Regions from separate parts of the Sus scrofa genome. Here region 1 is linked to region 2. Evidence: chromatin contacts called from public HiChIP or PLAC-seq data. All regions are on one chromosome and are shown on one strand. The core of a region is the stretch at or near the end of the contact, and the rest is flanking DNA. Distances in the headings are between cores, read along the strand shown. Region 1 overlaps MCMBP (minichromosome maintenance complex binding protein). Region 2 has its middle 32 kb from the start of INPP5F.

Evidence for each region. HiChIP or PLAC-seq counts read pairs in DNA pulled down with a chosen protein or histone mark.
Region 1: an H3K27ac HiChIP or PLAC-seq map of alveolar macrophages shows a contact between it and region 2. The contact joins two enhancer-like sites. A contact is called at or near these places in 13 of 47 Hi-C or Micro-C datasets (alveolar macrophages, blood, embryonic fibroblasts and 7 more) and 1 of 2 datasets of contacts at active chromatin or transcription factors (alveolar macrophages).

The regions. Positions count from the first base shown.
Region 1 is chr14:129,688,284-129,692,528 of Sscrofa11.1, reverse strand. The region is part of intron 8 of MCMBP (minichromosome maintenance complex binding protein); the gene reads left to right. Among named protein-coding and RNA genes, the nearest start is that of MCMBP, 52 kb to the left of the region's middle. Within about 2 kb of position 1,263, at least 1 of the 83 cell types and tissues checked has an H3K27ac peak or open chromatin away from gene starts, as enhancers often do. A contact at or near this core is called in alveolar macrophages, where this site is marked.
Region 2 is chr14:129,544,181-129,548,015 of Sscrofa11.1, reverse strand. No RefSeq gene overlaps it. Among named protein-coding and RNA genes, the nearest start is that of INPP5F, 32 kb to the left of the region's middle. Within about 2 kb of position 2,150, at least 4 of the 83 cell types and tissues checked have an H3K27ac peak or open chromatin away from gene starts, as enhancers often do. A contact at or near this core is called in alveolar macrophages, where this site is marked.

The DNA.
Region 1 (4,245 bases), core at 14-2,513, 150 kb before region 2:
TGTGGCACAGTGGGAACTCCGACACTTTTTTTTTTTTTTAATTTACACAACAAAAATTCATTGTGAGGATTCACAGTTCTGTAGTCTGAGAAGTTCAAGATTAAGGCCCAGCAGACCCAGCAGGTAGTGAGGGCCAGTTTGCAGGTGGCTGTCTTACTGTGTCCTCAGGTGGCAGAACAGGGCCTTGACACTTTGAAGACTGCAAGCCAGTTATTTTGTAGACTGTCTCTCAGTTTGGGTTTGTCTGATGTTTCCTTTTGATTAGATTCCAGTTTTGCGTTTGGGGCAGGAAACCACAAGGTGCGGTGTCCTCAGCATATTCCATCAGAGGGCGCAGTACCCCATTACTGCTGAAGTCGGTTTTGATCCCTTGGTTAAGGTGGTGTTTGCCAGGTTTCGCTCCCATAAAGTTACTATTTTTTACTTTGTAGTTAACAAGTAATTTAGAGGGAAATGCTTTGAGACCACATAATTTCCAGTTTCTTATTTAACTTTCACCCACTTATTTTAGCATGTTGATGATTCTTGCTTGAATCAAGTGTTATGATGGTGATTTTCTATCCCAGTCACTCCTCCTACATTTATTCTTTGGCATTCTACTGTAAGGTTTCTCCTCTCTCCCGAGTAATTTGTTCAAGTAATTTGTTTATATCAGTGTGGTTGTTAACCTGTTATTTCTAATGAGATCATATTTTCCCATATTTGGCTTGTGGGAGCCACTTTAAGCAGGCTCTGGATCCTTTTTGATATGACCTTATCGTCGGGGGCGGCGGGGTTGGGGGGGCCGCGCATGCCCAGGGCATGAGAAAGTTCCTGGGCCAGGGATTGAAGCTGCACCTCAGCACTGACCCAAGCTGCTGTGGTGACAGCACTAGATCCTTAACCCACTATGCACAGGAGAACTCTGACCTTATTATTTTTAAACATGTATTTTTGGACACCCTAAGCTATTTCAGCCTCATCTTGTACTTCTCATCCGTCAGTCTCAAAGGAGCACTGGTTTCTTTAGTGAGGAATTATATTTAAAAATCAAGATCTAGAGTTCCTGTTGTGGCTTAGTGAGTTAAGAGCCCCACATGGTATCTGTGAGGATGTGGGTTTGATCCCTGCCCTGGCTCAGTGGGTTAAGGACCTGCGTTGTTGCAAGCTGCAGTGTAGGTTGCAGATGTGGCTCAGATCCAGTGTTGCTGTGGCTGTGGTGTAGGCTTCAGCTGTATCTCTGATTCAGCCCCTAGCCTGGGAACTTCCATATTCCACAGGCGTGGCCCTTTAAAAAAAAAAAGAAGAAGGAAAAATCAAGATCCGAATGTCACCGTGGTTATTGGTACTGTGCTGGCATCACTTCCCTGCTGTTTTAACTGGCAGATCTCAGAAATAAGTATATACATAATTACACACACGCATACACATTTGTATACACGCATGTATCTATAGGTCTTTGTGTTATTTCCAAGTCTATATATCAAAAACCATGAGTACACACGGCCTTTCTGGTTCCACATTAGTTCAGCTCCACAACTAGGTGTCGTTCTAGTTTTCCTCCTTTCCATACTTGTAATTCCCTGTTCTGACAGAAGGAAACTTCCAGAATGCACAGTATGTTCATTTGCTCAGTTCTACACACAGTAGGTTCCCTTTACCTTGGTCTTGCTTTCTATGGTTACAGTTACCTGTAGTCAAACTCAGTCTGAAATATTAAGGGGAAGTTCCAAAAATAAATTATTCATAAGCTTTAAATTGCATGCCATTGTTAATAGTATGATGAAATCTCGCACCGTCCCCATCCGTTCCACCCAGCACGTGAATCGGCCTTTTGTACCCTATCCCACCCATTAGCCACTTAGTAGCCACCTGGGCTAGCAGATTGTCACCGTGTCATAGGGCTTATGTTCCAAGAAACTCTTATGTTACTTAATAATGGCTCCAAAGTGTAAGAGTACTAGCAATTTGGATATGCCAACGAAATGTCATTAAGTGCTATTTTTAAGTGAAAAGGTGAAAGTTCTCAGCTAATTAATAAGAAAATAATTATCTGCTGGAGTCACTAACATCTACCCTAAAAACAACAGAAGGTTCTGTGAAATTATCAAGAAGGAAAAAGAAATTTGTGCTAGTTTTGCTTTTGCATCTCAACCTGCCAAAGTTTACAGCCATAGTTGTGATAAGTGCTTAATTAAGAGGGAAAAGTCATTAAATTTGTACAGTAAGGTATTTTGAGACCATATTCACATAACTTTAATTCCAGTGTATCATTATAATTGTCCTTTTTTTTTTTTTTTTTTTTTTGTCTTTTTGCTATTTCTTGGGCTGCCCCTGTGGCATATGGAGGTTCCCAGGCTAGGGGTCTAATCGGAGCCGTAGCCACCGGCCTACGCCAGAGCCACAGCAACGCAGGATCCGAGCCGCGTCTGCAACCTACACCACAGCTCACGGCAATGCTGGATCGTTAACCCACTGAGCAAGGGCAGGAACCGAACCCGCAACCTCATGGTTCCCAGTTGGATTCGTTAACTGCTGCGCCACGACGGGAACTCCAAATGTCCTATTTTTATTATTAGTTATTGTGGCTAATCTCTTACTGTGCCCAATTTATGAATTAAAACTCTTATCATAGGTATGTGTGTATGGGAAAAGACAGAGTATATGTGGGGTTCAGTTCTATCCACAGTTTCAGACATCAAACACTATGGGTCTTAGAACATATTCCCTGCAGATAAGCGGGGGACAGCCGTTCCAGAGAAGATGTTTGCAGAATTGGTAGTGCATACCACTGCAAAAAACAAGCCTAATAACTTGAGTTCAGTTTTTGTTTTGTTTTTGTCTTTTGTAAGGCCGAACCCATGGCATATGGAGGTTCCCAGGCGAGGTGTCCAATCGGAGCTTTAGCTGCCGGCCTATGCCACAGTCACAGCAACTCGGGATCTGACCCTCATCTGCGACCTACACCACAGCTCACGGCAACGCTGGATCCTTAACCACTGAGTGAGGCCAGGGATCAAACCCTCAACCTCACGGTCCCTATGGTCCCTAGTCGGATTTGTTAACCACCGAGCCATGGTGGTTCCCATCAGTTTTTGATTCAGGCTCTTTTTAGTTTTGAGTGAGAGTGTGTAGTCAGGGTGCTATGTTGCAAAGTTGCTTAGGTAACTTCTTCCTCCTTCAGTGCTGTATTGTTACTCGTTATTCATTTTACGTAGTTAGGTTCATTTGTTTCCTTTGTGTTTCACTTTAGAGCTTTTCTTCCATCCTTACTGTTTCTGTACTTAAAAGAGTAAGCATAGGAAACATGAATGTTGTTGCCAAAATCAAAACTGTACAGAAAGAATGTCTGAATGTCCTTCCCCACCACCCTCATCCCTTTGAACCCTGCTTCCAGCCATCCTCTACAGGGAGCCAGCCTCAGTTCCTGCTTTTATCTGCTCTGTACCTCTTTTTTGCAAAAATAGATACATTTATATTTTTTCTTTTTTTTCTTTTTGGGGCCACACCTGTGGCATATGGAGGTTCCCAGGCTAGGGGTTGAATCGGAGCTGCAGCCACCGGCCTACACCACAGCCACAAAAACACAGGATCCAAAGTGCATCTGTGACCTACATCACAGCTCACAGCAACACCGCATCATTAATCCACTGAGCTAGGCCAGGTATTCAATCCACATCGTCATGGATACTAGTTGTGTTTGTTACTGTTGAGCGATGGGGGAGCTCCTCATTTATTCTTATATAAAATGGGGCGTGGTATATATACTCTGTTACACATTTTTCCCCCACTTAGTATAGTCTGAAAATTCAGATTATCCTCTTTTTTGTTTTGTTTTGAAGTTGGCAAAAGAAAGGCATTGAATTCTGCCCCTCCAATAGAATTTTTTTGTTAAATATTGGACATTCCTCTTGGTTTCTCCATTGGATGACCATTTTTCACACTAAAAAAATGATACAAAACAAAAATTTTTAATAACTTTAAACATAAATAACAGTTTCATAACAATAGTATACAAAATTGCTTGTCTTGGCTATTTCTGTTATGATGAATTTCATGTTCGAGTTACTTCATTTATGAAGGCATTTTAGTGCACAGACCAAGTACTTACTGCCTGTATGACTTTCAACTTACCTTCTACAGTGGCTTGATTTCCATTGCAAATGCAGGTGGTGTGAGGTTTCATGAATTTGTGTGTGCAAAACGAAGAGTGTCGCCCAGAGCCTGGTGCACTCTACCTAAGGGTTGTTGGTCTCATCCTTATAT
Region 2 (3,835 bases), core at 901-3,400:
CTTTCTTTCTTTTCTTTTCTTTCCTTTTTTTTTTTTTTTTTTTTTTTTTTTGGCTTTTCCGGGGCCACTCCCATGGCATATGGAGGTTCCCAGGTTAGGGGTCTAATCAGAGCTGTAGCTTCTGGCCTAGCAACTCGGGACCTGAGTTGCGTCTGCAACCTACACCACAGCTCACGGCAACGCCGGATCCTTGACCCACTGAGCAAGGTCAGGGATCTAACCCGTAATCTCATGGTTCCTAGTCGGATTCGTTAACCACTGAGGCATGACAGGAACTCCCCAAATTTTCTTCAGTAGAAGAAAAGCTCTATCCTAGCGCACAGATATTGAAGGATACAGGTAGAAACAGTCAGAATATAACCAAGGCCATCTTTGGCGCTCTGCGTTAGAGCTGGGTGATGGGTGAGCAACCCTATACAGCAGTCAGATGCTTCTGGGCAGTGACTTAGCAAGTCTGTGCCCCAAGCTACTGAAGGCCTGATAGGATGGCATGCGGATTAAGACAGAACACAGAGTCTTCATGGGCTCCTCTCTTACCAAGAGGCATGATCACAGGGACGCTGAGAAGAGACCCACCTTGGCCTGGGAGCAGATGCAGGCAGTAAATTACTTCTAAAATCAGAGTACATACACACACACACACAGACATATATGTCACCCACTCATGTATAATCTGTATATACATACATATGTGCACATATATAATATGTGTACCTGCACACACACACATATACATATATCTACAAGCGTATTTGAAAACAAGAGACAAAAAGATGAGTTATCTATATCCTGGTTAGTTTCTCATTTGAATGAGTTATCTACATTGCTACTAATGTTGACATCACTACAGAAATCCATTGGGATGCATGGTGAAATGCAGGCCCAAGTCTTTTTTTTTTTTTTTTGGGTCTCCCTGAGTTCCCTGGGCCAGGGATCAGATCTGAGCTGCAATTTTGACCCATGCCACAGCTGCAGCAATAACTGTGGAAACACCAGATCCTTAACCCCCTATGCTGGGCTGAGGATCAAACCTGCATCCCAGGACTCCAGAGATGCTGCAGACCCTGTCACACCGCAACTGCAGCCCAAGCCTTTAGAAACCAAGTCTCCTATCCCTGCTGCAGGCCCATGGCTATCTGTCTCACTCACTGCTTGCTGCCATCACCATCCACTTGCAGAATCCTCACAGCAAAAGGCAATAATAGATGGGGAGAGAAATTGTGTTACAGACCTAAGTGACCCTTCTGGACAAGCCCAAGGATTAGCATTTGTGGGTCAAAAAGAAAAATGAATACAAGTCAAGAATGTATTGGTTCAGACACAGTTGCAAGTGAAACACAACACAAAACAAATAAGAAAATGAATTGGTTTACATACTGCAAAGTCCAGGAGTTGATATCCATCAGGCATGGTTGGATCCAGGAGTTCAAACCCTGTTATCAGAAGTTGGTCTTTCACCACCTCTCAGCTTTGTTTTCCTCTAGTTGACGTTGTTTGGGAGTAGGTTCTAGCTGCATGATAACCCCTGGAAGCTCCAGGTTCTGAGGCTCTGGTCAACCAAGCCTGAGAAACGGCATAAGAAAGGGAGGAGTTTGGTCCATTTGAGCCACATGGCCTGAGGTGGAGGATCCGAATTTTCCCAAAGTAAAACTGAGGGTCTTCTGTCAGCAGAAGAGGAAATAATGAGCAGATAACAATTTCAGGTGCCATACTGGTGATCACATTTTTTTCTGAGATCTCCCTTATCTGTGGGGAAGTCACTCAACCTCTCTGTCTCTGGACACTGATATGCATATCTGAAAATGAGAAGGCTGTACCCCCAAATCTCTAACGTCCTTTCCTAGACCAGCAGGGAGTCTTAACTGTTCTTGATAGGAGGGTTGACCTGCCAATCCACCACTATGGAACCTCCCCTTTCCACAGAGGGAAGAAGTTGCTTCTCACTTGAATGTTTCAAATGCAGGCTTTAGGCTTTACCACGATGTTGAGTTTCTTCTCTGCCCAGACCTTGCCCATTTTGCCTGAAGAGGGGCAGCTCTAGTCCCAATAGGAGGAATGATGGTGAATGCTCTGACTTCCCATAATTACTGCCACCAGTAAGAGCTATGGGAGAGGGGGAGCTGCCGGAGTGGGGTTTCTTACTAGGTTTCTAAGAAATAAGCATGACTCATCATTCATTTTTCCATTTTCATACGAGGATAAAATAGCCCTGTCTCACATGATGAAATTTTATTTTGACCCTGCTCCTTATAAAAGAATTAAAATATTAAGAACATTTGGCTTTCCCCCCCAAAGTCAAGACTGCATTGATAGGAAACCAACCAAGAGACGTGTGGGTCACATCATACCATCGTCTCAAGTGGGTGTGGTCAGTTCCCTTTACTGGAATAGAATTCTCATCAGATCGTGAATTAGATTATTTCTGATTCACAAATCTCCCCAATTTGAGAAAGTGATGGTCTTATTTATTCACGGAGTGAAAGCATGAATGAATGATGACTGTTTTAATCTTGAGGCCAGTACCACATCCTGGACTCACTTTTTTTCACTTGGTTTTCAAATAAGGTCTTGGTCTTTGTTAGTGTATCACGTGTATTAGAAGAAATAAAAAGTAATGAAAGAGGTAATTCATTCTGAAATGGAACCCCCAGTCACAAGAATGACTTCCTGAGAACACGGGAAAGGATTTCTTCCGACTGGGGTAAAAATGGAAGGCGCAGTCATGAGTCGCCCCCTACCGCACAACGAGGTGAAATCACTCACTCCAGGGTTTAATTATTTGAGTGCTTCATTAGGAACCATGGAAGCAGAATGGCATGAGTCCAAGGGGAAGTGGCTTGCTAAAATGCACAATGAGTTACTGGGGATGCTGGAATGAAAAGCTACGATCTCAGGACTCCAGGGTCTGATTTAACTAAGCCAACATCCATCCAGGCCAGAAGCTGCCTGGCTTAACCTGTGTTCATAAATTAACTGCCCCCTCAACCCCTGCCAGAGATTTCACTGTCAAACAGCTTTTGGTAAAGCCTGAGCTCTGAAGAAATATTTTGAGTTTCACATTCCAATGTATCACAAATAAAATCACATATATAATAAAATAAACCATCTCAGCTGTACATTTTGTACTAATTAATGTTATTCTTGAGACCCCCCCCCTCCTTTCTTCTTTTTCCTCCCTCCTTCTCATCATCATTTTTTTTTTTTTTTGGCCACACCTGCAGCCTGTGGAAGTTCCCGGGCCAGGGATCAAACCCGCCCCACAGTATCAGCCCAAGCTGCTGCAGTGACAATGCCAGATCCTTAACCTGAGCCACAAGTGAACTCCTCTTCCTTGTCATTTTACGAAACTTTTTTTTTTTTTTTTGCTTTTTAGGGCTGCACCCCCTGCACGTGGAAGTTCCCAGGCTAGGGGTCGAATGGGAGCTACAGCTTCTGGCCTACATTACTGCCATAGCAACATGGGATCTGAGCTGCATCTGCGACTTACACCACAGCTCAGGGCAACGGCGGATCCTTTAACCCACTGAGTGAGGCCAGAGATCAAACCTGAATCCTCATGGATACTGGTCAGGTTGGTTTCTACTGCGCCACAATGGGAACTCCCCATTTTAAGAAACATAATCCTTAAGACTGTTCATGAAATGATTATGAAATGCCATTTTATTTTTAAACTATATGTTATAAAATTTTGATCATTAGGGTGAAATATAATCAAAAATAAAAGTTACTGTATTTTTAGTATTTCTAAATTACTGTATTTTTAGTATTTCTACTGTATATTTAGTATTTTAAATCCTGAGGATTTAAAAATATATGGAGATAATGTTTTGTTTGG